Linked DNA regions of Sus scrofa: region 1 is linked to region 2. A link is a contact called in public Hi-C data. All regions are on one chromosome and are shown on one strand. Each heading gives the region's core, a stretch centred on a gene start, on an enhancer-like site or on the middle of the called end of the contact. The rest is flanking DNA. Distances are from core to core; before and after follow the strand shown.

Region 1 (2,700 bases), core at 54-2,553, 180 kb after region 2:
AGTTCAAGGAGTGTGAGCTCAGAGGAAGGAAGCGGCCCTGGGCCCAGGTACACTTCCAGCCTCATTCTCTGCTGGAACGGGATCCTGCGCCCTGCACGTGCGTGTTCACATCTGCTCTGTCTCTCCTTCCCTGTGGCGAAGACCTTGCCCACCTCCTCCCCATTCCCTGGGTTCCCTCGGCCTTGTCCACAGTGAGTTCCCCTGCCCCTGATCTGCCAAACTGGACTGTCCAGTATGAGAGTGTGGGTCCCAGGCTCACACGGCCTTGTTTTGTGGTTTGACATTTCGCTGGGGTTTGTTTCGTCTCTTAAGACTTTAAGACAGGAGAATCTGGATCCCTAACCACTGCCTCCTCCTTCAGACAAGATCCCTTGGCAGTGGCCCTGACCCTATTGCAGGGGCGCAATAAATCCATGCTGAGTGTCCCGACATCTCTGTCCTGGTTCCTGTGTAAATGGTAGTCACCACAGACTGGGGCGCGTAGGGAGGGGAAGGAGACAGACAGCTTGGGCTTCCCTGCCCGGAATTCTCTGCCTGGTAGTCACGATGTCTCCTTACAGGAAGCTGCTCAAGGCCTTGCCCCTCTCCCAGCTTGCTTCCAGAGTCCCCTCTGACTAATAATGGTCTGAGCGGGCCACCTCCTATCCACACAGAATTCCCCCACTGTGAATGACTGCATATGGAAGGCCAGGGAAATGGAGGAATGGTGGGTGCTGGCAAGGCAGCCCCTGCCCACCTCAGGGCACCTGCTCACAATACTCTCAGGAAGGGCCTGCCAGCCTCCAGCTCCTTACTTCATCTCCACTCTCAGGTGGGGCTTGGCTCATTGTCTCCAGGGGGTCTGAGAGGGGCTAGGCTAGAGGTGGCCTGAGCACTAACCCCAGACTCTCGGCCCAGCTCTCTTCCCCCCATTGTGAAATGGCCTTGGATGAGAGCCAGGCAGGAAGCGGCCCAGGCCGGCACCTCGGGTGTGAAGATGGGCCCCAAGGGAGGACTGAGGCTGCCGCTGAGCCCACCTGCTAGGAGACAGCCTGAGCTGCCTTGGCTAATCACCAGGGCCCTATGCCTCCCCTTGGGCTATGGGGATATTCAAAGGGCTGTGAAAAGCAGTGGAAAGTGCCTGGCCCCAAGGCTCAGGGCTTCCAGCCTCTACTCTGCCCATCTGAGCTTTGTGATCTTGGGCAAGTCACTTTCCCTCTCTGGGCCTCACTCAGTTGTCTTCCTCATGAACAACCAGAAGGTTAAGTGTCAGTCTAGAAAGATCTTGGAGGCCTCTTGCAGCTCAATAGTGTGACTCACTGAAGTCAGTGATTCATCGATGTCATTACCAGAACTTGGCTCTGGTCTGGTGGGGAGTCTGCTCCTTGTGTCTGTCTAGGTTTCCCCATATAAATCTGTGTCTGCTGGTCTCTCAGGGCAGTGGAGTGGGCTTCCCTGGACAATCAGGGATGAATGATGACTGAGGCCAAGAGAGTAATAACGTCTGTTACACTGGGGAGTTAGGACACCTGGGTAATTTGTATAGAAACTCTGGCTACATAATTTCCTGTCCTTTGCTTCCAAACAGGAAATTTTAAAAATTGGGACCCCTAATCAGGAATAAAGGTGCCCCTTCTCCACTCACTAAACTCTTGAAAGTCAGGAGAGGAGGAAGGCAGGAAGAGGAAGGGGTTCCTCACACCCCAGACCGCCAGTCTGCTGAGGGGACAGCTTGAGCAACAACACACCTGCTTTTCTTGGTCTCAGTTTCCCCCCATAGGATATGGGTGTGGCCACCCTCTCCATCCTGAGGTTCATCGAGGAAGGAAACCATCAATGAGAAGGGGGAGCCTGTTAGAGTTCACATGTGTTTCATGAGGGCCACCACTCACTTCTGTACACAGCCACCCTTCCAGGTACGTGGGGCCAGGGTGCCCATGGGGTGTGGTCTGTCGGGTCCTAGGAATTCCTTTGATGCTCCCCAAAGCCATAGCGCCTGACACCTACCACTGGAGTCTTCTCTTTGTTTAATATTGCCTAAATTGCCTCCCAAACTGGAGTGGGTGGGTGTGACGTACCTGACCATCTGTCATGAACATGTTGCATGATTTAGCTACCAGGTGGGTGGCCTCTGCACAGCTAGCTGAGGTTAGTGAGAGACTGGGGTTTTGGTGGGGGAGGAGGGGAGGATGTTTGGAGGACTGAGCATTTGTACTCCAGGTACTGCTTGAAGAGAAGGGGAAAATAACAATGAAACCCAGCTTTTCTGTGCATGCTTTCTCACATACGACTCCACCAAAGCAGCGTGCGTGAAGAGTCCCATTTTACAGTTGAGGAAATGAAGCTCCTGGGCATTAAAGAAGTGACTTTTGGGAGTTCCTGTCATAGCTCAGCAGAAATGAATCCGACTGGCATCCACGAGATGTAGGTTTGATCCCTAGCCTCGTTCAGTGGGTTAAGGATCCAGCGTTGCCGTGAGCTGTGGTGTAGGTCGAAGACGTGGCTTGGATCCAGCGTTGCTGTGGTTCTGGCATAGTCTGGTGGCTAGAGCTCCAGTTAGACCCCTAGCCTGAGAACCTCCATATGCTGTGAGTGCGGCCCTAAAGAGACGAAAAGAAAAAAAAAAGTGACTTTCCTTCAGAAACACAGCCAGAGAGGCTGAGCTGGGTCTAGAGTCCAAGGATTGAGGATGCAGGAGGCAGGATTTTGCCACTGGGTGGG
Region 2 (2,700 bases), core at 71-2,570:
ACCACCTGAGGGGTGCTACTAGCATCTAGTGGGCAGAGGCCAGAGATGCTTCTAAACATCCTACAATTGGAGTTCCTGTCGTGGCTCAGTGGTTAACAAACCCCACTAGTATCCATGAGGACTTGGGTTCAATCCCTGGCCTTGCTCAGCAGGTTAAGGATCTGGAGTTGCCATGAACTGTGGTGTAGGTCGAAGACATGTCTTGGATCCCGCGTTGCTCTGGCTGTGGCTGAGCTGCAGACTGGCAGCTACAGCTCTGATGGAACCCCTAGTCTGGGAACCTCCATATGCCAGGGGTGCAACCCTATAAAGACAAAAGACTAAATAAATACCCTATAGTGCCCAGGAGAGCCACTACAACTGAGAATTATTGGATCCAAATGTTAAGAGTACAGGGTTGAGAAGCCCTGGCCCAGGGTTGAGTTGCGGGCAGTCTTGGCTCTGCCTTTTAGGAGGCTGCCTGGAGAGCATCTATCTAGAAAGGTATGCCCGGGGGCCAAGATGGAAACTACTCCCCTGGATTTGGAACTGTGGTGTTTCTGAGCCCCAGACAAGCACCATCTGCCTCCAAAGGCACCTCCACAGGTTCTGACAAGAGCCTGCACACCCCATGGCCGCGGCTGTGGTGGGTAAAGGGTGTAGGGACGGATAGGCCAACAGAGGCTGGAGGTCAGCCTGTTTTCCTGCTGTGGGGTGCTGGCAGGGGCCCAGACCATACATGTCAGTGCCCAGCCCAGTAGTGACACCCCCTCCTCCAAGTCCCCGAAACCACACCCACCCCGCAGTCCTCCCCAAGTGCACTTCCAGCAGTGTGCGCTGTTCTGCTCCCACCTGAGTTTTCTGGAGAATGTCTCTCCACAGGCACAGACTTCCAGAGACCCCTCAGCTCACAGGCACTCATGTTTCTCACACGGACACATCAAGCCATATCTCATCTGTTCCTCCCTCAAACCCCCACCCCATGGGGGATCCCAGCCTGCTGTCCTTTGTCCCTGTGGGGGAGTGGGAGGCACCGGGCCCAGAACCTTCGCTGGGTGCCTTGGGCTGGCAGTGACTTACAAGGGTTGGGGTCCAGGCCACTCCTCAACGCCCACCCCCAGGTCAGGCTGGACACACTGGCACCATCCAGGGACGGCAGGCTCCAGGCTCACACTTACGTCTAACAATTCTTGTGCTACAGCCCAAGCTCATTTTTGCCTGTCTCTCAGGAAAGAGCTAAAAGATGTCATGATTGGTTGGAAAGCCTTCAGTGAGCAAGAGGCGAGAGCCCAGAGGGCCCCTCCCACTGGCTCGGCTGACTCATTCATGACACCTGGCAGACGTATCGCCTCTGAGTCAGTCTTCTCATCTGCCAAATGGGAAAGGATGTTACTGTCACCATGGACAGGATGTCATAGGGCATGCGAGAAGCAAAAGTGTTCTCCTCCTCTGCCTGCCAAGAAATGTCACCATTAGAGCTCCCTTCACTGTTTCTTTTTTTACAAGAAAAATATGTGCATTTGAGGCTGTCACACACTCCTGCTCTCCCAAACTCCTGCTGCTCCCAGACCCAGGCAAGTTTAGTCCTCTAGCTTTTCATAGGACACACAACATGAGAATAAATAATCACAGGAGTGCTAAACAAAGCAGCATTAGGAAAAAAGGGGGAGGGAAGAATCCGTACTAGCTAAGGAGTTAACATGAGTGTTTCTATGGGGGAGGCTGTGCAGGATCTCATGAGAGCACTGGGACTAGCGAGGGGCTGAGGCTAAAAGAAGGTCTGAGAAGAGGGAGCCAGAGAGACCTTCCCTGCCCCCAGTGCTCGAGCACCTACCTCTGCTGGGGCCTGGGTGGGGGATGCTGGGTACTGTGGATAGGGGAGGGTCTGGGTGTGTGCTCAAAGAGGCTGTTTTTTTTTTTTTTTTTTTGTCTTTTTGTCTTTTTAGGGCTGCACCTACAGCATATGGAGGTTGCCAGGCTAGGGGTCTAATCAGAGCTGTAGCCACCAGCCTATGCCAGAGCCACAACAACATCAGATCCGAGCCACGTCTGCAACCTACACCACAGCTCACAGCAACGCCGGATTCTTAACCCACTGAGCAAGGCCAGGGATCAAACCCGCAACCTCATGGTTCCCAGTTGGATTCGTTTCCTCTATGCCATGATGGGAACTCCTAAAGAGGCTGCTTTTTCTAGGGTGGGGAGTTGGGGGTGTGGGAGTGTCTGCCACGCAATGTGGTCTGCCTAGACACTCCCAGAGGGCATGAGTGTAAGCTGGGGCACGCCATAGCCCCTCTGAGGCCCCAGAAAACGACCTGGCTTGCAACCTCTGACTCATACATGCTAAGCCTTTGGAGGATGAGGGCTCAGCTGGTGCAGGTGAGAATCCCCAGCTGATGGTCTGTTTCCCTCATGCCTTCCCCGACCCAACCCTGTAAGTGGGGAAGGCCAGGCAGGGCCTGTGTCCCCAGTGGAGGCTGCTGGGCCCGGCTCCCTGCCCACTTGAGAGTGGCCCCAGAGGCAGCCCAACCTGACCTACCTTGCTCTGTGGTGGAGGGCCTGGCCTGCTGCTGCTCGGAGGGGCGGTGGCAGAGGCAGACAGGAACATGCTTCGGAACAGCCTGCGCTTCAGGCTGCTCTCCTGGGTCTTAGGGCTGGGGCTGCCCTCCCCACCCGGCCTGCCTGCGGCTGAGCCCACCAAGCAGGACTGTGGCCGGGTCT

What was found. A called contact is a pair of places that touch in the nucleus more often than the background predicts.
Region 1: a contact with region 2 is called in a Hi-C map of embryonic fibroblasts, with 6 times the contacts expected there. The contact joins two enhancer-like sites. A contact is called at or near these places in 4 of 5 promoter capture datasets (fetal liver, fetal skeletal muscle and liver), 25 of 47 Hi-C or Micro-C datasets (adipose tissue, alveolar macrophages, blood and 15 more) and 2 of 2 datasets of contacts at active chromatin or transcription factors (alveolar macrophages and skeletal muscle).

The regions. Positions count from the first base shown.
Region 1 is chr1:131,230,323-131,233,022 of Sscrofa11.1, forward strand. It overlaps LOC110261466 (a long non-coding RNA gene), which reads left to right. Exons shown (of 4, transcript XR_002345541.1): 2 at 1-47; 3 at 1,747-1,895. Among named protein-coding and RNA genes, the nearest start is that of SRP14, 9.9 kb to the right of the region's middle. Within about 2 kb of position 1,304, at least 18 of the 83 cell types and tissues checked have an H3K27ac peak or open chromatin away from gene starts, as enhancers often do. A contact at or near this core is called in adipose tissue and embryonic fibroblasts, where this site is marked.
Region 2 is chr1:131,049,326-131,052,025 of Sscrofa11.1, forward strand. It overlaps PAK6 (serine/threonine-protein kinase PAK 6), which reads right to left. Exons shown (of 11, transcript XM_021097802.1): 5 at 2,519-2,700. Among named protein-coding and RNA genes, the nearest start is that of ANKRD63, 18 kb to the left of the region's middle. Within about 2 kb of position 1,321, at least 11 of the 83 cell types and tissues checked have an H3K27ac peak or open chromatin away from gene starts, as enhancers often do. A contact at or near this core is called in adipose tissue and embryonic fibroblasts, where this site is marked.